Regions from separate parts of the Macaca mulatta genome. Here region 1 is linked to region 2. The links are chromatin contacts, called in public Hi-C maps. All regions are on one chromosome and are shown on one strand. Each heading gives the region's core, a stretch centred on a gene start, on an enhancer-like site or on the middle of the called end of the contact. The rest is flanking DNA. Distances are from core to core; before and after follow the strand shown.

Region 1 (3,902 bases), core at 390-2,889, 95 kb after region 2:
ACCTCATTTCTCCTTCTGTAAAATGTGCTAAATTTTTCTTATCCGATAAGAGAATGACACAGTGGCACCTGGCACACAGTAGGTACGGAAGAACGTCTACCGAATCTGGTTCTTCTGGCGCTCGGCTCAGGTCGGGAGGAACGGCTGAGGATGGCTGGGCGGGGAGACAGTCCGCTCTTTGTTTTTTCCCTGTATCAGAATTATTCCAAGATTCTTAGAGGAAAAGATCACCCAACACCTTTGAGGCTTAAACAGCTAATCCTTATAACCACCTTGAAGGTAACAATTCCTCCCACTTGACAAATGAGAAAGTGGCGCTCAGCAAGGTTCAGACATCTGTCCTGGGTTTGACAGCAAGTCAGTCACCGGCCAGTCCCTTGAGCTCCCTGGGCCAGTTTCTCCACTTACAAAACTAGGGGTGCAGAGGTTGACGGGGTGACTAACGAAGGCGCATGAACCTGAAGGAGGCCTGGGCTCGGTGTGACACCTGGCTGCGCCCAGCGTATTTTAGTGCCTTACTTCCCACCCCAGGCACAAAGGAGCTGAGCTGGCCCAGCCAGGGGCAGTCACGGAGCTGCAGGGGGTGCTGACGGGGAAAGGGAAACGCTTCCCCAGTCCAGACTCTAGCTCCCTCTGGCTGCGCGGAGCCAAGGCCCCAGCCCATTAGTCGGTCCTTCTGGACTGGGAGCAGGCTGGTCCCGTTTGTTTCCAGGGAAAGCGGGTTATGACTGCCTGTGGAAGGCCCCGTTGCAGGCTCCTCCCAACCCCAGTGGTAGACATTATTCCCCCATGCAGAGCAAACGAAGGCTCTCTGAGTGACTGACACGGCGATAAGCCAAGTCTAACTTGGCTCAAGATCTTTTTTTTGTTGGGAGGGGCTGGTGAGGCTGCAGCAGAGAGTTCCCCCAAGCTTTCTGGGCAAGCCACCTGGGTGGATGTCCCTGATTGTACCTGCTCAGGGCCTGCGTCTAGCTGCCTCCAATCCCTGCCCTTTTCCAGGCTGGTGGCCCAGGGGATGCAGAAACAGCTCTAGTCAACTAAGCTGAACCCGGACTCAATGCTGACGCGTGCCCCCACCGCCTCGAGGGTTGGGATGGGCCTGTCACTAAGCCACCTCCAAGGAAACAAATCCCTCTTCCCACTCACGTCCCGCCGGGACATTCAGGGGCCTCAGGCTTGAAGCTAGACTGGAGCAGTCAGTCGCCACGCACCGCTCCCCTGCGAGGCAGCACATCCAGAGTGAAACAAAGAGACAAGGGCTGTGGCTCCCAGAACCGGCATTCCCTCTGTCCACAGCCGCCCCAGAACTCTGCTGGGCCGGGGTCAGGGCTTCCCACTAGGGCTCCCGAGGCTACGAGCCAAGAACCCACGCAAATGAAGGTACGGTGGGGTGCAGGGGCAGAAAGAACAGGGAAAATGGGTCGGCCAGAAAGTCGACGTGGAACCCTGCCGTGTCATCGCAGCCAAGTGTCTTCACCTCGCAGGGCCCGAGTCCTCCTCGGTAAATGAGTCCACCCAGTCCCCGGGGCGGTTGGGTGGCTTTAACAAGCCAGTGAGCCCCGGGTCACCGCACTCTCCTCACAGGTGCCCCAACCTGGCGTCTGTCACGCTGTCGGGCTGCGGCCACGTCACCGACGACTGCCTGGCCCGCCTGCTGCGCTGCTGCCCACGCCTGCGCGCACTGCGCCTGGAGAACTGCGCGCGCGTCACCAACCGCACGCTGGCGGCCGTGGCGGCGGACGGGCGCGCGCTGCAGACACTGCACGTGGACTTCTGCCGCAACGTGAGCGCGGCCGGCCTGCGCCACCTGCGCGCCGCGTGCCCGCGCCTAGCCCTGCGGGCAGAGCACAGCGCCGCCATGCTGCCCGACCAGCCCCCGCGCCCGCGCGCGCCTGCCGCGGCCCTCGGCAAGCTTCTGCCGCGCTAGACGCCGCCCCGCTGCGGCCCCCGGGGAAGGAGCGCAGCCTCAGACCGTCCTGGCTGCGAACCCAGCTCTTCCACCTTGCAGACCACCACCGCATCTTCTGAGCCTCATTTTCCCTGTCTGCACAGTGGGAATAAGAAAGCCTACCTCACGTTAAGATTTTATACATAGGATAAACCCAAGATTAAATGGATGTTTGGAAAACACTCGGCTGGTTCTCACTCAACACCACCTCCTTTCCCCTCTTGCTTACGCCCCAAGCTTTCTGCTGTGCGCTCCCCACGGCGGCGGGAGGCGCCTGCACCTTTCTCGGGGACTCCGATCGCCGTTGAATCGAAATCACCTCGGTGGGGAGGACCTGACCACTCGGAGTTCGCGGGCTTGCGCGCAGGGGTGACTGGGGCCAGGGCTGCCGCGCGCAGGGGTCTGGAGAGCCTCCGGGCGGAGCGACCCCGCGAGACTCGGTCGGCTCCCGGAGTGCCCTGGGGACGGCCGTCTCCAGGGCCCCCGGTAGTGATCTCGGTAAAGCAGGAGGAGGGGAAGCAGGGGCAGAAAGAGCCACCGAGCCGCTCCTCTTTGAGGTTTTGCCCGCACGCGCGGCTGCCTGCCCACCTTTCTTGGGGCGGATGCGCTCCCGGAGTGACCGCTCTCGGGATTGTAGAAAATTCGCTCCCAATTGTTGAATGCTTACATAAACTGCATAGTTATCCATATTTTCTACTGTTCTCATATCATAAGAGAAAAATAAATGATTTGGAAGAAAAAAAAAAAGCCTCAAACACTTAAAAGCAAAATCAGCAGCCCTGGCTAAGCTTTTGATAATGGGACTATTATAAGCTGATGACAAGCTAGATTTTTCACCTGTTGGATTTGCTGGACGTGAACACAAGCCTGGGCTTCCAATTTCAATTTCAGGGCTGTAGTCACTGATGCGTCACATTTAGTGAAGGCTCTCGGCCTCCCCGCAGCCGCCTGGTCCTGGGTCACTGGGGAGGATTCTGGGTGGGTGGAAGAGGCGAGGAGCACTATGGGCGCTGCTCACACTCCGGCTCCACCCAGCACCAGCTGCGATAAAGCCCTTCACCCATCCAAGGCCAGGTGTTTCTTTGTGTGAAAGAGGAGCTTGATCCCTACTCACAGGTTCCTGAATTCATTGCTTAAATAGGGAAACAGCAAGGAAAAAGACAACTTCTGTTCTCATGAAGCTTACCTTCTAGTGGGGGAAGAGACAACAGGTAACTGGTATATACGAAGGTAGAAAGGGCCGGATGCGGTTGCTCAACGCCTGTAATCCCAGCACTTTGGAAGGCCGAGACGGTGGATCACGAAGTCAGGAGATTGAGACCATCCTGGCTAACACGGTGAAACCCCGTCTCTACTAAAAAATTACAAAAAATTAGCCGGGCGCGGTGGCGGGCGCCTGTAGTCCCAGCTACTCGGGAGGCTGAGGCAGGAGAATGGAGTGAACCCGGGAGGCAGAGCTTGCAGTGAGCCGAGATCGCGCCACTGCACTCCAGCCTGGGCGACACAGTGAGACTCCCTCTCAAAAAAAAAGAAAAAAAAAAAAAAGGTAGAAAGTATTTGGAAAAAAGTGCAGGCTGTAACAAGGGCTATTAGGGATTGCTGGCAAGAGATTGGGGGGTGGAGTGAAGCCTCTGAGAAAGGATTGACCAATGTAAGCCTCACTGAGAAGATGACATTTGAAGGTATGAAGTGAGCCAGGGGGCCAAGACACTCCTAGCAGAGGAACAGTCAGTGCAGAGGCCGCGGACTACAGGCACGGCTCATGTGTTAGGGGAACAGCAAGGAGGTCAGGGTGGCTGGTGCAGAGTGAACGAGCAGGGAAGCTGAGTAGCAGATATCAGAGAAGCAATGTAGCCCGCAGCTTAACTTCATGCATTTTAAACCTTTTTTTCCCCATTCTCTTGGGTTTCAAAATGTAACCTTGAGGCAACTCAAAAGCCTTTCTCCTTAGCCT
Region 2 (4,243 bases), core at 902-3,401:
TTGGGGCAGACAAGGGCATCACGCACTGAGAGGTACCCTGGGGGTGGGACAGGGTTGGGAAAAGACTCCCTCAGGAAGTGATGTTTAAACTGAAGTCTAGGGGATTAGGAAATGGAGTCTCTGAGAGGGTGAAGAAATATTATATACCAGTATGAAGCATGGCCTGAGTGAGGTCATGCTCCAGGGCTGAACAAGGGGCTATGGATGCTAAGTGGGGGTGGGTGTCCAGAGGAAACAGAAGGTTGGTGGACCAAGGTCTTAAAGACAAATAGGTTGACATGGAGAGATGGGTGGAAAAACTTGAGCCAAGGGCAGATATTATTGTTTCTCCTCCTCCCACTTCCCAGGAAAGGAGTTCTCATCTAGTGTCAGTAAAAACAAATACAAAGTTATAAGTTATTGGCCACCTAGTATGGGGTGGCAATTGTCATGAATTCCCACGTTCCTTGCGAGACAAGTATTCTTCTTCCAGTTTTACAGATCTAGAAAAGGCTTGGAACGGCTAGAGACACTTGCTAAGCCTGGCCGTCAAGTAGGCAGCAGAGCTAAGATTTGAACCCGTGCCGGCCTGCCTTCCTAGGCAGACGCACTTTCCACAATGCCTCACTGCCATAAAAATCCTAGGCCGAGGCTTGCTCTAACAGCAATCAAATACCACTTGGAAAAGGGCAGATCTTTGAGGAATCAGAAATACTTCTCGGGAAAGGATGAGCAGAGGTGCCGCACCCCCGTGGGTGGATACCATTAGGCAGAGGTCTATGCGGAAGAGGCCGACTTGTGGCGTGGGAGGTAGGGAGGAGTGAAAAGTGACTGACGGGGCGTCCCTGGCTGCTCTAGGACTGCACTGCGGGGAGGTGCCCGGCTCTAACCACTGCCCTGCCCGGTTAATCATTTCCTGACCTTCCTTCCTCCTCTCGCCGTGGCCGCAGGATTGCCACATCAGTCTTCCCCCTCCCCCTGCTCGCCTTCTGGCCCCGAGGCTCCTTCGCCGGGTTTTACAAGGAGCCCCAACTTGGAAGCAATATTTGTAATAGCCCCGGACGTCCTCAAGTGCCCCAGTGAGATCGCAGGCTCCATCCAGGGTATGCCAGCCCAAGGGGCCCCTTGAGGCTTGCCCTCTTCCCTAATCACTTACTAAAAAGAGGTCAGAGGGTCAGGGATCCAATCTCCATACAGATTAACAAGTTACAGACTCGGTTTCCCCCGCGGGAAAAAGGGAATGGTAACAGCTGGTTGGCTGTTACGAGGCTTAAATGCGGTATGTGAAGTGCCTGGCTGGGAGACCTTAGGTGTCTAACAAATGCTAGATCCCTTCCCTTCTTATCTTAGCCTGGTAATGGGGAGTTTAGCTTGCCCAGCAATCCCAGGTTACGTTAATCTCACTTGAACTTCCAGGCTTGTAAGTCCTACGACGTGCTGGAGGTAACGCAGATGGTGAGTCACAGTGACAGGGTTTGAACGCGGGTTTGTGGGCGCCCCTGTGGGCCCAGCCACGCAGCATGTAGGTGGCTGGCTAACACCACGTGTTCAGAACCTAGAAAGGGCTACGGATCGCACCTGCCGCAAGGAGCCGAACCCTAAGTCTGGACTGCCCTGGCACCCATGAAACCCGCTGCCCGCCTCCCCCGGGGCCAGGCCCTTGGCCTCCCCAGCTTGTTTCTTCGTGTATAAAATGAGGGCCGTAGTGCCTGTCTGCCCGAGAGGTTTTAATGTTCTTGGAGCTGCCGGATTTTTACCACGAAGCCACGGAGTGGTCCGCACCACGTAGGTTCAGTCTCCTCCGCCCACCGCAGGAAACGCCGCGGACGGCCCGGGGTGCCCTACTCGGCGCCCCACCCTTCCCGGGGCCGGGGAAGCGGCGTGACTAGGGAAGCCACTTCGGAGCACAGCCGGACTCTGCGCCACCAGCTGGAGCGCCCCGGGACCCCACCCCGCAGGGTGGACAGGGGCGGGCCCTGGGGCGGGGCTTGCCCAGGGGCGGGGCGGGGAGGGGCCGGCCTGGGAAGGCGGAAGCCTCCAGTCTAGGGGTGGCTGCAGAACCCGGATCTCGGAGTTACACGTTCTACGGAGCGGGCCGCCGGGAGACGGCGGGCGAGAAAACACGGCGCCCGGAAGCCTGTGCTTTCTTTGACGCAAGGGCTCGAGACGCAGCCGCCGTCGGCCGAGCGCCCGGCTAGGAGCGACCCCAGACGGAGCCTCCGGAGTTCCTCCGCCCCCACCTCGCCGGGTCCTGGAGCAGCGGTCCTCCCAGCCGCCCTCCTCGTGGCCATGGAGTGTCCACACCTGAGCTCCAGCGTCTGCATCGCTCCGGACGCAGCCAAGTTCCCCAACGGCTCCCCGTCGTCCTGGTGCTGCAGCGGTGAGTGCGGCCACGGGCCGGCCCCGCCGCGCACCCGAGGCCCCGGCTCTGCCGGGCCTGCCGTCTAGGGGCCGCAGGCGGCCGGCGCGCAGACCCGGAGAGGGGCGAGGGCGAGCCGGGCCCGGCGGGCTGGGGAGGGTATGCGATGAGGCGGGCGCGGGCGGGAGCGGCGGCGGCTCCTTTGTTTCCCGAGGCCCGACGGCCGGGCCAGCGAAGGAGAGGGCCGCGAGGGGCGGGAGTCCGCGGAGGCCTCGAGCGCGTGGGGGCAGCGGCGGGCGGGGACCCTGGCCCGCTGCGCGCGCCCTTGCCCCGCCCTGCCGTGGCCGGGGGCTGTGCCCGTCCGTGTCGCGGGGTCGCCTGTGGGGCGGGTGTCCGGCCCCCGAGGGGCGGCCGCACGTGTGGCGGGGCTCGCACCGCGCTCCTCCGCGGACAGGACGGGAAGAGCGCCGCTCTCCGGGCGCAGCTTTGTCTGGGCTGCGGGGCGCGCGGGGCCCCTCTCCGCCGCCGACCCCAGCCCGGGTTTCCTTTCCCTTCTCCGCAGGCTCGGGCACCTCGAAACCCCGAGAGGCGCTCGGAGCTCGGGCGGCGGAGGTCGGGGTCTTTCATCTGTCAGGAAGGGTGAAGTTTGAAAACAGGCTGCGGGCTGAGAAGCTCGGAGGCTGAGCCAACAGCTGCTTCGGAGGGGGCGGCTCGAGTTTGTTTTTCAGACCTTTTGGGTTGTCCGAAATTGCGTTGGGATTCCCGAGTTCCTGTGTTGTGAAACAGTTATTAGGTTTATATAAGGCTTTTGAGTACTTAAGCGTTTTAACTCCTCCTGCTGGCCCCCTTGGAAGCCCCAGTGCCCTCTCATTGTCTGCTGTAAGCGACTTCTTAGGATCGCACCGGCCACACGGCTTTGATTACTTCCTGGTAGGGCCCTGGTGCCACCGCTAGTCTTTGTTTATTAGCTTGAGATGATCACTGCTATCTGGGGTTATATTAATAGTGTACAATTCGAACTGTGCACTTCAAAAATCTTAAGTTCATTTGAAGAAATACAGAAAAACGGCAATGGTATGATTTAGCTGTGACATGTTCCATTGTGGGCCGGAGCTGGGAAGATAGTTTAGAGAATGCCTTAGCACTTTTGACAGCTTACTACTTAAATAGTGATTATGTCCTTGGAAAAAACATCGGTAGGTCCACAGAGAAAAATATACTCTGGGATAAGGAATAGAAATAACTGCGGTTTCCTGGCGTGCTCAGACGTCTGATGCTTTGCTTGCCTTATGTAAAGTCAGATTTGTTTTTCTGTATGAAGCCTTTAAAAATTAACGGTTAATTGGTTTCACAGAGCAATATTACAGTTCTTTTGTGAGGATGCAGAAACTTACGTAAATTAGCTTTTACCTGTAAATTTGTCGGAATGTTGAGTATGGAACAACAAATAAGGTGTATGGCACTGCTTTACAAATTGGTTGTGGTGGTACATTAGCTATAACTGTAGCTATTGCTGTGGTGCTATAATTATAACTTTTTTTTTTTTCCCAAAAGAAATTTGAAGAAAAAAAAAAAAGACCAAAGTAAACACTAGGAAAAGCCTACCTCACAGGGAAAGGTGGGATTACTCTTGCTCATCAGTAGTAAACTACAGGAAGACAAAATGGACAATTAGCACACTTCGGCATTTTCTAGGTAAAATCTCATCAAACTTAAAAATGGCTTCACTGAGCACATACATCTAAAAAAAGGAAAAGAACTGTGCAAGTGGCAGATACCCTCTTGTGAGTCAGTCTTGCCTCTATCAGTCAGGGAGTCCACTTGACTGTGAAAAAGAGATGCAGGAAATTGAGCATCTCTTGAGGAACTTAATAAGTTAAAATGGAGCATAACGAGATGTGCTGA

The links. A called contact is a pair of places that touch in the nucleus more often than the background predicts.
Region 1: a contact with region 2 is called in a Hi-C map of liver, with 2.3 times the contacts expected there. The contact joins the promoter of LOC144329917 here to the promoter of USP3 in region 2. A contact is called at or near these places in 2 of 14 Hi-C or Micro-C datasets (cortical neurons and liver).

The regions. Positions count from the first base shown.
Region 1 is chr7:40,937,130-40,941,031 of T2T-MMU8v2.0, forward strand. It overlaps LOC144329917, which reads right to left and starts at 1,640. Exons shown (of 5, transcript XR_013395656.1): 1 at 1,147-1,640; 2 at 69-189. LOC706086 (F-box and leucine-rich protein 22) reads left to right here. Exons shown (of 2, transcript XM_001106074.5): 2 at 1,585-2,695. The coding sequence ends at 1,927. It also overlaps the pseudogene LOC106999197.
Region 2 is chr7:40,841,874-40,846,116 of T2T-MMU8v2.0, forward strand. It overlaps USP3 (ubiquitin specific peptidase 3), which reads left to right and starts at 2,152. Exons shown (of 15, transcript NM_001266070.1): 1 at 2,152-2,359. The coding sequence starts at 2,269.